Regions from separate parts of the Mus musculus genome. Here all the other regions are linked to region 1. The links are chromatin contacts, called in public Hi-C maps. All regions are on one chromosome and are shown on one strand. The core of a region is the stretch at or near the end of the contact, and the rest is flanking DNA. Distances in the headings are between cores, read along the strand shown. Region 1 holds the start of Rpl7 (ribosomal protein L7). Region 2 holds the start of 4732440D04Rik (a long non-coding RNA gene). Region 3 holds the start of Lmbrd1 (LMBR1 domain containing 1).

What was found. A called contact is a pair of places that touch in the nucleus more often than the background predicts.
Region 2: a Hi-C map of regulatory T cells shows a contact between it and region 1, with 14 times the contacts expected there. The contact joins the promoter of 4732440D04Rik here to the promoter of Rpl7 in region 1. A contact is called at or near these places in 4 of 484 Hi-C or Micro-C datasets (CD4 T cells, CD8 T cells and regulatory T cells).
Region 3: a Hi-C map of regulatory T cells shows a contact between it and region 1, with 15 times the contacts expected there. The contact joins the promoter of Lmbrd1 here to the promoter of Rpl7 in region 1. A contact is called at or near these places in 3 of 484 Hi-C or Micro-C datasets (CD4 T cells, CD8 T cells and regulatory T cells).

The regions. Positions count from the first base shown.
Region 1 is chr1:16,102,655-16,107,163 of GRCm38.p6, forward strand. Rpl7 (ribosomal protein L7) reads right to left here and starts at 1,779. Exons shown (of 7, transcript NM_011291.5): 1 at 1,711-1,779; 2 at 856-1,030; 3 at 514-680; 4 at 38-175. The coding sequence starts at 1,724. Rdh10 (retinol dehydrogenase 10 (all-trans)) reads left to right here and starts at 3,228. Exons shown (of 6, transcript NM_133832.3): 1 at 3,228-3,652. The coding sequence starts at 3,364.
Region 2 is chr1:6,213,871-6,218,379 of GRCm38.p6, forward strand. It overlaps 4732440D04Rik (a long non-coding RNA gene), which reads right to left and starts at 2,742. Exons shown (of 2, transcript XR_001778783.2): 1 at 2,686-2,742; 2 at 1-1,530. Rb1cc1 (RB1-inducible coiled-coil 1) reads left to right here and starts at 792. Exons shown (of 24, transcript NM_009826.4): 1 at 792-1,087.
Region 3 is chr1:24,676,615-24,681,123 of GRCm38.p6, forward strand. It overlaps Lmbrd1 (LMBR1 domain containing 1), which reads left to right and starts at 1,930. Exons shown (of 16, transcript NM_026719.2): 1 at 1,930-2,202. The coding sequence starts at 2,143.

The DNA of each region.
Region 1 (4,509 bases), core at 529-3,028:
TCATCATAAAAGCCAACCGACTAGACAGAAAACTCACCCCCATGCAATGTATGGCTCCACAATCCGCAGCATGTTAATTGAAGCCTTGTTGAGCTTAACAAAGGTGCCATTGAAGATCTGTCGAAGACGAAGGAGCTGCAGAACCTTACGAACCTTTGGGCTTACTCCATTGATACTGCCAGAGAAAAAAAATAGATCCATACAGCTTTTATTGTAATTTTAAGTAATACAAAACTTAGTCACCACATAGTATGTGTGTGTAATCTCAACACGCTATCACTACTAGCTTGCCTTCTCTTGATTCCTGTTTTATCATAAAAGATGACTGAATGATACTAAGTAAACTGTTTTTAAGCTCTTAGACAACTACAGGACACTGAAATGCAGTCAGAGCAAGCAGCTTAGGCACAGGTTTCACAAACAACTTCCCGCCCCCCGTAATTCTCGGCCCCCTTCCTAAGGGCAGGCACAATACAGCCATTGCTGCCAGAACACGATGCAAAGTGAACTCACCCTCGAATTCTGATGACAAAGGCCAGCTTTGGTTCTGCGGGCACATAGAAGTTGCCAGCTTTCCTTGCCATCCTGGCCATCCGAATCTCAGTGCGGTACATCTGCCTGTACTCCTTGTGATAGTGCTTTGCCTTCTCATAGATGAGCTTCCTCCTTGCCTTTCGAAGCTGAAAAACCAATGGCCAGTCAGTCATAATTCTTGGCTCTGAAACAGAGCACAGCATCAGTTTTATACAAGGATGACTTGAGAATATCAAACCAGGAAGATCTCTCTTCAATCTCACCCCACGCTCAGTCCCAATAAGCTCCCTGGCCCACTAAAGACCTCCAAAGTTTACTTACTGTCTTCAGGGCAAACTTCTTCCTCAGGCGCTTCACCTTCAACTCTGCGAAATTCCTTCGCTTTTTCTTGAGGGTTTCTGGCACAGCGGGAACCTTTTTCTTGAGAGTTTTTGGCCCAGCAGGAACCTTTTTCTTAAGGGTTCCTGGCACAGTGGCAACCTTCTTTTTCTTCTCTCTGTTGTTTGTAGAGAATTACTAGTAGGTCAAAAAACTTCCTGGTGATGTATCACACACACTAGGTGCTCAGAACTACGTTAAAACTGTCACCCACTCAAACCGGCAGCATCTAGCATCTCCGTCGTTCCCGAAAGCTCTACTGGAGATGCAGCGTTCATGCCCACAACCTTCACGTTATACACACCTTACTTAAAGGTAAACATGTATGACATTAAAGAGATTTATGCCTAACCCCAGCCATCAGTCCTGGCCTGTGAATTGTTACAAGTTGTCAAGTCACACTGAAAAAACTGTACTGCACACTTTTTGGGTTCCAGGACTCACTGATCCTCGATCAAGTCTCAAGCTCCATATGCAGGAGGCTGCCGGTAAGCAGCCGGCTAAGATAACTTTAGCTACAAAGGATCTCGTTCCATGATTCCGCGGAATACATTCTACCGAAGAACGGACCTCCGCCCAAGTAGCCGGATCCGCAGTCTGCCCTCAGTTTGCTCCTGGTACTGCCAAGGCCTCCGCGCGGAGGCCCCCCGCACTCCCTCCTAGTACCACACGGCGTCACAAACACCCAGACAGGCAGGCAGTGGTTCCAGGCTACACTCAGATACAGGAAAAGTGAGACAAAATGCCTCTAGTTTGGGGGATGGAGAAGGATTCTGGGGGAGAGAAGAATCGACTTACGGAACAGCCTCCATGGTTCCAGCCGGAAAAGAAGAGAGAAAGGTGGCGCATGCGCACTGTCTCCTTAAAGGTCTCAGGGCGCGAAGCCCCACGCCTTATAGCTGTCCTGAGATAAGCCGGAAAATAATCTAGAATTGAGATTTTTGCACTTTGCTGGCGCAAAATGAACAGCTTGGCTTAGTCACGGCCAGCCAACTTTATGGTAAAACTCATCGGAAAACAAATGCACTGAATACATTTTTTTTTTTTTTTTTTTTTTTTTTAATGAATAGAGTGGGGACACCTCGTCAGCTCTGGGCTTAATTTCTCCAGGTTGCGTTGACAACCCTAGGGTCAGGCTCTGCGGAATTCGTTGGACCCAAAAGGCATGTTCAGGGATGTGAACTACAAGTCCCAGCATGCGTCGCTGCATAACCCGCGGGGCTGGAGGGCGACGTTGACCGACACTCTGGGCAGCCTTCGCGGCGGTGATTCCCATTAGGCTCACTAGAGTATGAGGCTTCACGTCCTCAGCGGCTAGCTGAGCTATGAAATCACTGTCTGTCACCTCCTCCGGCTCTCTGCGGCCCGTGGCCACGCAGCCCTGCTCCCCCACCTCGGCTGCGCTGCCGAGGTCCTTTTTCCGCCCGACTGCCGGGCTGTCTTCCGCAGCGCCTGATCATCGGCCGCCAGGTCCACAGTCCCTCGGTTGGCGAAAGCAGCGAGACCGGGAAGAGTGATGACCCGAAGGTCCGAGGAGGATGGGGGGGTTCGCTGCTGCGGGACCCGGCAGGCGCAAGCCACGGCGACCCTCAGCAGGGGGCGTGAGCCGCGAAGAGTGGCACGACGAGGGCGGGAGCCTTCGGCCGCGGTCGTGGAAGAGGGGCTGCCCCGCGCGGTGGGGCGGCCGGCGGGAGGGCGAGCGGGGAGGGGAGGCTGGGCCGGGGGCGGGGTGCGACCGGGGGCGGGGAGGGCCGAGCTGAGGGAGGGCCGATGCCACTGCAGCGGCCGGCGCTTCCCGGCGGTGGGTTATATAGCGCGGAGTGTGGAGCTACCTCAGAGCCGGCTGGGAACGCTCAGACGCTGCGGGGCCCCGTGCCCGAGTGACAGCGGCGCGAGTGCAGGGCAGGGGACCCGAGTCGCGCTGGCAGCTCGAGCGGTTGGCAGCCCTCGCGTGCGCCCCGCAAGTCGGCCCTTCCCGGCGCTGCCCGCACCCTCCCGCAACTTGAGTCAAGTTGACAACTCCCGCGTCCCGACGCATCCGCTCGGCGCACCCCTGTCCTAGGAAGACGGGGAGCCGCTGCAGCAGCGCCGGGGACGTTCGGGCGGCGGCGGCTTGGCCATGAGGGCAGCGCGCGTCGCCTAACTCGCGGCTGTCACCGCCGCTGCAGCGGGACTGGACGGACGGACGGACGCTGTGGGACAAACAGGCGGCCGCCAGCAGGAGGCGCCGAGCCGGGAGCAGCGGCAGGCACAGCCCGTGGCCACTGCGCCGAGCCCGGGCGGAACTGGCCCCGCGCAATTCAGCCCCGCAGCACCTCGGGGGCGGACTCCGGGCGCAGCCTTCGCGTCCGGATCGCGGTGACAAGCGCCTCCGGGGCCAGGAGCTGGGCTGTCTGGCGCAGGGAGAGTGAGGACACGGTGCTGGGCTGCTGCGGGACCCGGGGCGTCGCGATGAACATCGTAGTGGAGTTCTTCGTGGTCACTTTCAAAGTGCTGTGGGCGTTCGTGCTGGCCGCGGCGCGCTGGCTGGTGCGGCCCAAGGAGAAGAGCGTGGCCGGCCAGGTGTGCCTCATCACGGGCGCGGGCAGCGGCCTGGGCCGCCTCTTTGCTCTCGAGTTCGCCCGGCGCCGGGCGCTGCTGGTTCTCTGGGACATCAACACGCAGAGCAATGAGGAGACCGCAGGCATGGTTCGCCACATCTACCGGGACCTGGAGGCGGCCGACGCTGCTGCTCTGCAAGGTAATGCCTGTGTATTGTTGAGTCAAACATCTCCCCAGCCCGGAGGGTCTCCACTGCCTAGTGTCATGGGCAGCCTCGCTCTCCCGGAAAGGAACACCCCGCTGGTCTTCTGGAAGGCGAGTGGAATTTGCCCCTTGATAAGAGAGCAAGGTTTTCTGTGTTAGAAGACTGAAAGCGTGCAAAACATAGGAGATCCTGTTTCTTCGGTCCCAAGCTGAGGTTTCCTAAACTCTGCGAGTAGTGTAAGACAGGGGGAACTTGCTACCGCAGGTTTGGGTCCAAAAGTAATTTCTCAGTCTGATTTGCATGTGGCATGATGGGAAGATAGAGAGTCTTGAGAAGTTGTTTCCACAGTGGACTGAAACAGTTATCTGTTTCTGTGAGGTCTGAGCTGCTTAGACTTGGGCGCTATAGATCCTTTCACTATAACTTTAGCTCCTGGAAAATAATTACATTGTTTCCCCAGCCTTAAGTAAGTGCTTTAGTTACTAACCCTGAGTAAATATGAGTGCTTCCCTTCCTCTTGAGAAAGTGCTTTCTCTCGCCCCCCCCCGCCCCCCCCCCGCCTTTTGCAAAATTTCTCTCATGATTTGGAGGCACCCCAATCTACATCTTATGTGTTTAACAATTAGTTTGCGCCTGAAACTTTTTTAAAGCCTAAGTAGAGATCATGACCCACTATAGATACTGTTCTAGGAAAATTGGTGGCTAAATTGACTTGGGCTCCATTCTCCCATATACCTGTCATTTGTTACCAAACTTACCAGAAGCTGTGTGTTTTATGTAAGGTTCAAAATGTTACATTTTCAAAGCTAGTGTGGAGAGGCAACAAATTTGGGCATTTGTGCTCCCTACCC
Region 2 (4,509 bases), core at 1,492-3,991, 9.9 Mb before region 1:
CTCAATCAGTTTAATACCCCTTATGTCTCATTTTGTCGGGAACCGCTAACTGTTGGCTTAGAGAGACCATTCCTAAACTTTTACCTCTATCAGATATTCCTGGGAATAGTAATTTAATACGTGTTTACGTCACATAATTGATGAGCCTGCTTGTAACAAACATCTTCTCATCAAACTCAAGTTTTGTAGTTTCAAGTCCTTGCCTAAGCCCGAATACAAATGTAATGTTCTCATAAGCTGACATTCTCTTCTCTAATCTTGATGCTGTTGACCTATTATCGACCTCAGTATTGTTCGGTCGTGCCGCTTACAGTACAGTCCACTTTGCTTCGGTTCCTCTTCTGGACGTGCTCTTTACTTACCTGGTCTGACTCTGGGCCGCCCCACCCTTGCAAAGATGCCAGGCATACTTTCCGAGTAGCCTGCCATTCTGGCAGTCCCGGTACGAGTGGCCCAGGTGACAGTCGGCTGATTTCGGGGCAGCAGATGAGGGCCCCAGATCTGTGCTGGTGCTCACTCGTCAGCCTCCGGTTCCCCTGTTGGGGCTGCCCCAGGTTTGGCGAGGTCGGTCTGCCGCGGCCAGAAGGTCACGCTCACCTTGGGGCCGTCCAAGGCAAGCACCGAAATACCTTCCAGGGTCAGGGAAGGACAGACAAGTTGCCAGCCAGGGACTACGCTCGCCGACCGAGCCGCGCCCGTCCGGCCAGCCCAGCGACTTCCGGATCTGCGCAGACACCTGAGTCACCCCTCCCCCGGCTGGCTGTTTCCCGGCGTGCTCTGCGGCGGAAAGGCCGAGTCGACAATAACAAACCCCACGGCGGCCGCGACCCAGCCCTGCCAAGCTCTCAGTGCCTCGGCCGGCGGACTCGGGTCCCCGCGCGGAGCCGAGGGGCCGGAGCAGCGGCTGCGCCCGACTCCCATCCTTCCGGGCCTCGCCGGGTACTCGGCGGCTGGGCGCCGACGGTTGTGTCGGTTGGCGGCGCCGCAGGGGCGGTTGATAGCCGCCGCCGAGGCCAGGGCGGCGGCAGAAGATGGTGCGGAGGGCCGCCGGCTGTGTTGCTGCCGCGGGCGGAGGAGGCGCTGCCGGGTAAGTGCCGCCCCTGCTCCCATCTGGCGGCGGGCTTGGCCCGGCCGCTCAGCACCTGACGGGTTCGCCGGAGCGTCTGGCGGCGCCGGCTCGGAGGGTCGCCGCGGCAGTCCTACGGGGACCCTGAGGCCCGCTGGCCGCTGACAGGATCGCGGGAGCGGCAGGACGCCGGTGCTCACCCGAGGCCTGAATCGCGGCCTCCGTCTCCAGGGCTCGGTGCACTGGAGTGTCGGGCTCGGGAAACCGGAGAGGGTTTGGGCCAGGGCCGGAGTGCCCTGACGGGAGGAACCTAGAGGTGATGCCTTTGTCCCGACCCCGGAGTGCAAGCATCGGTGTAAAGTTACTCCTTGGAATGACTCAGCCTCGCTCGCCCCGCAGATGGATTTGGGGTGGGGGCTTATGGGAGTACCAAAACTTGGTACAAATGACAGCTTTCGAACGTGCTGTCAGTACTTTCTCTACAGAGTGGTGGATGTGCTATGGTGACTGTTTATGGTTTCGTAATCCTGTCCCTTCCGTCATGAGTCTTTAAAATGTGATCATTCCATGAACTGGTACATAGGACTGATGCCACGGAACACTCGTGGACTCACTTATTGATAGAGTCCCTGCAAGACATTCAGTTGGGTGCGGATGTTGACAAGTCTATTATGAGCGTTAAAATTTATACATTTTGCTAACCATTTTCTGTAAAGAATTGGTGAGACTTACTTATCTGAGGGTTTGCAAAGCTAGCAAGCAGTTTAGAAGCAGCCTAAAAATGAACCAATCTGTGTTCCTAGTCAAATGTTGGTACTGTATTTCAGTAGGTGGTTTTTCTTTTTGGGGGAGGGGATCTATAAATGGACTTGTTATGTGTGAAATATTTTATTTAGTCTTATTACCAAATACAACGCAAATCATCGCTTTCCAATTAAGTTTTTGTTATGTTTTTTAGCATTTATATCTGTTTTAAACGTTAGCCAAGGCTTAGAAGGTAGCTGCTATATTCATCTCAACATTCCAGGAGGCTGAGACAGAAAGATGGCTTTAAGTTATTTGAGTTACTCAGTAAGTTAAGGTGGTCTTGGGAATCATAGCGAGAACATGTCTTGAAAAAAGAAAAACAAAATAAATGGTATTTACATAGTTATGCCATGGGTGTGTCAGGCCCATAATGTAGCATTTACATTGATAAATCTTATTAATGTAATTGGTTAGTGGACTTAGGCAAAATTTAAAAATTTTGTTTTATTTTGAGTTAGGGAAGACAATGAAGCAGCCCTCTGCCTGGAGAGAAGAGGGTTCTCTTGGGGTGGGGGGAGATGGAGGGAACAGGCAGCACTCTTTATGGCAAACATCAGGGTTTGAATGCACAGCAGATTGACTTTACACATAGATCTGTAAAAGCCAAAGGACAAAAGATGAAAGGACTGGTGTCTCCCCCAGTTGTTTTTGTTTATTTGTTTTGTTTCTTGCCTTGTTAGTGTGTACTGCTAGGACTAAAACTCAGTTTCCAGCATGCTCTGTAAGGTGTAATATCCCTGAGCCACTGTTAGACCTGAGAGGAAAATGTTTCAACGACTACCTGATTAAGAGAGCTTTGCTTAGAGGTGTACATTGTAGTTGAGGTTGACCTTCAGCTCTTGGCCCCCTTTTGCCAAGACTTGACACATCTCAGAGTAAGCTGTGGTAAGTATTCATTAGTGATGCCTTGGTAATTAATTATTCAGCAGCAGGCAAACTCCAGTCTCTTATCATTCAGAAGAAAAGTGAGAACATAAGTGAACATAGAAGCAAGCCAAGATTAAGAAGTGTGTGTCTCTATTGGAGGGTGGGTTTGAAATTTTGGATAAGGTGTCTTATTGTCTTGAGAATTTAAGAAGCTATGTCTACTTGACAAAAGGACCCATTTGGAGGTATGAGAGAGAGAAGAAATAAAAAATATGGAAGGCTCTGATTAAAGGCATATTCCATGAGAGGTTACTGAAGATAGAATGCCAGGATTGAGGGGTAGTAGTAGGAAGAGGCATTCTGTAGACATTCAAGTTTTTTTGTTTGTTTGGTTTTTGTTTTTTGCTTTTTTTTTTTTTTTCTCGAGTCAGGGTTTCTCTGTGGCTGTCCTGGAACTCACTCTGTAGACCAGGCTGTCCTCGAACTCAGAAATCCGCCTGCCTCCCAAGTGCTGGGATTAAAGGCGTGCGCCACTATGCCCGGCTAACATTCAAGTTTTATGCATAGTAATTTTTTTTGGTTTTTTTTTTTTGTTTGTTTGTTTGTTTTTCAAGACAGGGTTTCTCTGTATGGCCCCGGCTGTCCTGGAACTCACTTTGTAGACCAGGGTGGCCTTGAACTCAGAAATCCACCTGCCTCTGCCTCGAGTGCTGGGATTATAGGCGTGTGCCACCACACCGAGCTGTAGTTTTTTTTTTTTGTTTTTTTTTAAAATGGCTCATGGACCCTGCATGTGTAAAGGCACAGAGTTGAGTGTCAGTCGATATAGCAAGTCTGGGAAACAGTTGAACTCGAATCTGTTCCTCACATGTTGATTGATCTTACAAAGTACACCTGTAAATAACACTGAACTAGAGTAACATATATCTCATATGTGTGTGTTTAGATAACCCTTGGGCATTTTAAAGAAGGAAAAATGACCAATATCAATTGCTGGTTTAGAAAGGAGGTTAGAGAAGCAGATTGTGGCATGTTGGGTTATGCAATGTACTTTTTAGATAAAATCATAGTACTTAGCACATTTCTCTAGAATTCTTTTTGCATTATGGACCTAGGAAGCGTAGTTTGCTTATCATAAAACTGATTATTGTCTAAGGTCCTAAAAGCATTACTTTTCCTTTTTACCCTTCTGTTAAGTTTAGTGAGTCTGCAAGTGTGTGCAGAACTTGAGTGGTCATAAGGAGACTTAGTAGTTTCAGCTTTCTCAGATGTTTAATGAGTGCCCTTAAGATTACTGATTTTTGCTGGATTTAATTCTAATATTATTGACTTGTAATTATGAAAACAAAAACGTAGTGATCTGTTTTCATTGTTTGAGACATCAGTTTTTCCTTCACTATCCATATAAAAATTGGTCAGTAGCTGCCCAAAGAATATGTATCCAGATTATAATTCACTACTATTCTGTTCTTCCCATAGCCTTTGGTGACAGCAAATGACATTTGATACTGCCCTGTGTTTATAGTCTTGGTCTGATAGAGTAAAAGCTAATTCAGTATTATAGGTAATTTGGGTTTTGTTTCATAGTTAATATACACTGTAAAGTAAAATATACAATTAGAAAATGTTCTCTAAAGTCATGGATTTTATATAGTTTTGATGAATTAGATATGATGCCAGAATGTTAGTGCCGTAGTGTAAAATTATTTTTATATTATGCAGTTCAGGTAAGATACATGATAGTATGTATGGCATTATGGTGGAAACAA
Region 3 (4,509 bases), core at 680-3,179, 8.6 Mb after region 1:
AATAAAGTGTACGCATACAAGCCCTCCCTGAAGAAAGGTATGTACACAAGCTAAGATGGTCTAAGAGAGCTATTCATCAAAATCCTTGGAGAAGGCCTTCTCCCTGGCACCTGCTCACACTAGACTGGAGTCCTGTAGACCCCACTGGTTCCGAATGCTGCTTCATCCTTCAAACCTGGTGTGTATCAGCTGTGTCTGGATACTTTAGAGAGGAAACAGAGGAGGTAGAACTACAAAACCACCACAAGTGGACTCAGTCGCTTCCTCTATTTTTGTTCTTCAGCTGCCATGAGGTAAAGTTTTTCTCTACCACACAGTCTTACATAATATACCATGTAAGACACCATGAGTCAAAGCAATAGATTGGATAACCATGGGTTCTAACCTCTGAAATCATAAACCATAATAAGACTTATAAATTGATTATCTCAAGTACTTTCACTTAGTGATGGACAACTGCCTAATGGAAGAGGTCTCAAGGAACCTATTTGAAAATGGACATAATACTACGATATAGAGAAAGGTGTTGTCTGATTCATACCAATGTGGAATGGGATCTGAATCCTATGGAAATATGCAAAAGTAAGTTATTTGTTCCATGGCAGAATTAGGGAAATGCAGCTTCAGGAGGAACAGCTTGTGCTCACAAAATTACTGATTATGTGATCGTTTTCAAAGAGGATTTGGGCCATTGAAGACAACAGGGATGACTGGTCTCAGGTGGTTTTTGATATCTCCTCTAACCAGCAAGCCTACTACAGAAGGGTTAAAAGGCATTGGCTCAAGAAGTAAAGCACAAGCATGACTTGTTGGTGATGCACTTGGGGACACACATGAGATCTCAGAGACGGACACACACTTCCACCAGAGAGTTTCTGATGGGACCGGTTCATATAAAACACATTCTGTTTCCACTTTCTTCTCATTTCGACACTTCTACCCAACCCTTAACTACTGCAGACTTCCAGTCAGAAATAAGACCAAGGTGAGTAATAATATCACAGCAGAATAAACTATAGCGACGATGGAGTTCATCCATAAACTGTTTTGACTGCATCCTAAGTGTCTTAGTGTCCTAAGGATGGAAGTGTTTATTGGGTTCACAGTGCAAGGTTTCAGCGCATTGTTGTGGTGATGTTATAGACAGCAGGAACTAGAGGTGGCTACTCACATCCAAGGTCAAGCGCACACAGCAATGAGTTATGCACGCATGCTAAGTAAGTCTTCAGTTCTGGTCCAGGGATGTGGAAATGTTACCACCCACATTCAGGGTGGGGCTTCTCACCTCAGCCCAATTAAAGGAAAAAATCCCTCACAAGCCCACAGGACAATGTATTCGAGACAATTTGTCACTGAGTCTTCCGAGATGGTTCTGCATTGTATCAAGCCCACAGACAAACGTCCACAATCAAAACTAAATATCACGCCGGGGTTTGTTTATTCAATTTAAATACACACTAATACACCACGGGACCCAGGCAAGCATCCCAGGTTTTCCCTCAGCTTCACATAAGATTTACAACAATCTCTGTTTTGTTCACTTGAGCATATTATTAGCACCTACAGTTCATAGACTCGGACATTTTAATTGTATGAAACCATCATGGAAATTCACAGGTACGCGCAGATGGAAAAAACAAAACAAAACGAAACATCACGTGGTAGCACAGTGCCGTCAAGCAATGACGTGACCTGGTCATCAGCAAATTATAAAGTCATCTGGGCAGATGACATTCTTTTATTCTGAGTCATTCCTGCACCAGGATGACTTCTGATTGCATAATGGGATCAAAACCTTGTTTTTGGAAGCAATGAAAACCCGTAATGTCACTCTACATTCAGAGGCACAGACACAGCCCTGCCTCCGTAAAGCTCCTAGAGTGCCAGCAAGATCAAGTGGCACGCAGGCCGCGCGTGGGCGGGCAGCGTGGTGACGTCACGGTGCGTCGGGTGCGCCCCGCCTCGGCTCGGCTGGTCGCCAGGGGACGCTCGCGGGCCGGGTCTCCTTGGCAACCCTCCGCTCTGCCCCTCCGCCCCTTTAACCTTTAGGCTGCGCAGTTCCGGGTCCCTCTTCGTTCCGTCCCGTCCCGTCCCGTGCCTTCCCTCCCCACCCCTTTGGGCTTATCCGGACCGGAAGCGAAGATGGCGGCGGCGGCGGCCGAGCTGGTGATCGGCTGGTGCATCTTCGGCCTCTTGCTCCTGGTAGGGGAGGCGCTCCGAGTTCTCCCAGGGTGAGGGGGTGGGAGGAGGAGGAGGGCGGGCCAGCGCTGGCCTCGCCTGTCGGGGACCCTCCTCGCCCGCCCTGCTCTCTGCTGGGTCCGCGAGGGTCTCCGGAGGAAGGCGAAGAGGCGCTGATCCTCCGCGGTCTCCTTCCTAACTTCAGCCAGCTTCTGTCTCTTGTCTGAGAATGTAGCTGGCGGGTGAGTTTGGGGACGAGCGACCCTCGGGGTGGAGAAAGGCGTGATCACGGCTTGAATTGGAGTCCTCACCGCCTCTGGGCCAGGCTTCTGGGCTCTGACAGAATCAATTGTTTATTTGTTTAAATGCCTCCTTCCCCCCCCGCCCCCCCTTGTTTCCCCGCGCCCATTGTGCGATTCTGCCTTGATGACGTGAGTGTCACGTTCTAGGTATTACATTCCACTTAGAACGCTGTAGAGCCGCTTGGCCAGGCGGGAGGTTATTACCTGTCTGACCTCAGGTGCCTTCTTTTCCAGACTTCTCTGATCATTGGGTGCACAAAACCCAACTGTAGTGACTCAGAGTGACCTGGTTGTTACTTTCTGACTTCGTTTAGTTTGCTTCTCTTATGACATTTCATATTGTCAAATCCTTCCCCACTCTACAAAGACTTCAGTCCTATGGTCAGTTAGTGTTTGCATTTTGAAACTCGTCCGATGTGTTTCAGATTCCCTATACTGACCCTTGGGTAGTTTGTTCAGGTAGTCAAGTTTTTCAGTTTTTCATCAGGTAGCGCGCGCACGCGCGCACACACACACACACACAGAGATACAGACACACACACAGACACACACACGCACACGACACTTGCCTTGCATGTTCAGGAACCCTAAATTCAGTCTTAGTACTGGCATGCTCCCTTCACTTTAACAAATCCCATTGCCCTGGGCCATGCTTAGCTTGTGTCCTGGAGGGAGGCTATCTAGCCCTGTACTAGGAGAGAATTCACTGGCTTTCCCAGCCCATATGTTTAGTGAAAAATAAGCATGTTACCAGCAGGAACGTAGAGTTGGAGTATCTTGATTAATGAAAAAGCATTTAAAGCACAGTAGTTTTACTGTGGATACAGTAGTTTTATCTAGGAGGATACAAACAAAATAATAAGTGGCTTTTTAAGAGGGGGCTGATCATAAGTTAGGAAATAGAGATCTTAAGCATTGAAAGAGAAAATATGATTTTATAAGGGAAATAGGACTTGGGAGAGGATACTGTTGGAAGAAAGTGCCAGTGGAAAAGTAGCCTTTGGATAGTTTGTGGCCTTGAATCAGGAACAACCCGGCAGTAGAGAAGTACTGTTGCGAGGTGCAAAATGTGATTTACTAAAAATTAAACGGACAGTGGTGGCACACGCCTTTAATCCCAGCACTTGGGAGTCAGAGGCAGGTGGATTTCTGAGTTCAAGGCCAGCCTGGTCTACAGAGTGAGTTCCAGGACAGCCACAGATACACAGAGAAACTCTGTCTCAAAAAACAAACAAAACAAAAAACAACAACAAAAACCCCCAAACAAACAAAAATTACTGTCAGTCTGTTTAGTGCTTGGCTTATTAGAAAGGAGCTGTATTCATGTCTGCTTTTCGTTCTGTCTTCAAGAAAGTTATTTTGGTTGAAGTGTGTGTACAAAACCTAGTCAGAAGTAGAGGACTGTTTTGGTAGCTGGAGATGTTCTTTGTGATTGCACCAAAAGCTAGCACATACCAGTTTCTTCAGGTTCTGTGGCAGTGTGCAATCTAAAACCGAGAGCGTTGTCTTCCCTTACGTTCAAGGCCATGAGTCCGACTAAGTGCTGAGGGGAGCTTTTGCCCATTCCTGGCTCTGTTTTGTGATCTCTGTTTGCTACTTAGGAGCTAGTGGTAACTCGCAGTTCATCTCCTAAATATGGATATACTGAATTAGGCAGCATCATATATTACACTTATTAAACACAGATCTGGTCAGAAATGTCCTGAGAAGTCCTAAGTATTGAAAAGTTGTCAAGCTCACACTACTGTGTTCAAGCTTTCCAAGTTTCTAAATGTCACTCAAAAGCTTGAGGTTTTAAATTACACTTTAGGGCTGGAGAGATGGCTCAGCAGTTAAGAGCGCTGACTGCTCTTCCAGAGGTCCTGAGTTCAATTCCCAGCAACCACATGGTGGCTCACAACCATCTGTAATGAGGACCCGATGCCCTCTTCTGGTGTCTCTGAGGACAGCGATAGTGTGCTCACATACATGAAATAAATAAATCAATCTTTAAAAAATATATGTTAAATTACACTTTATTCATTTGTAT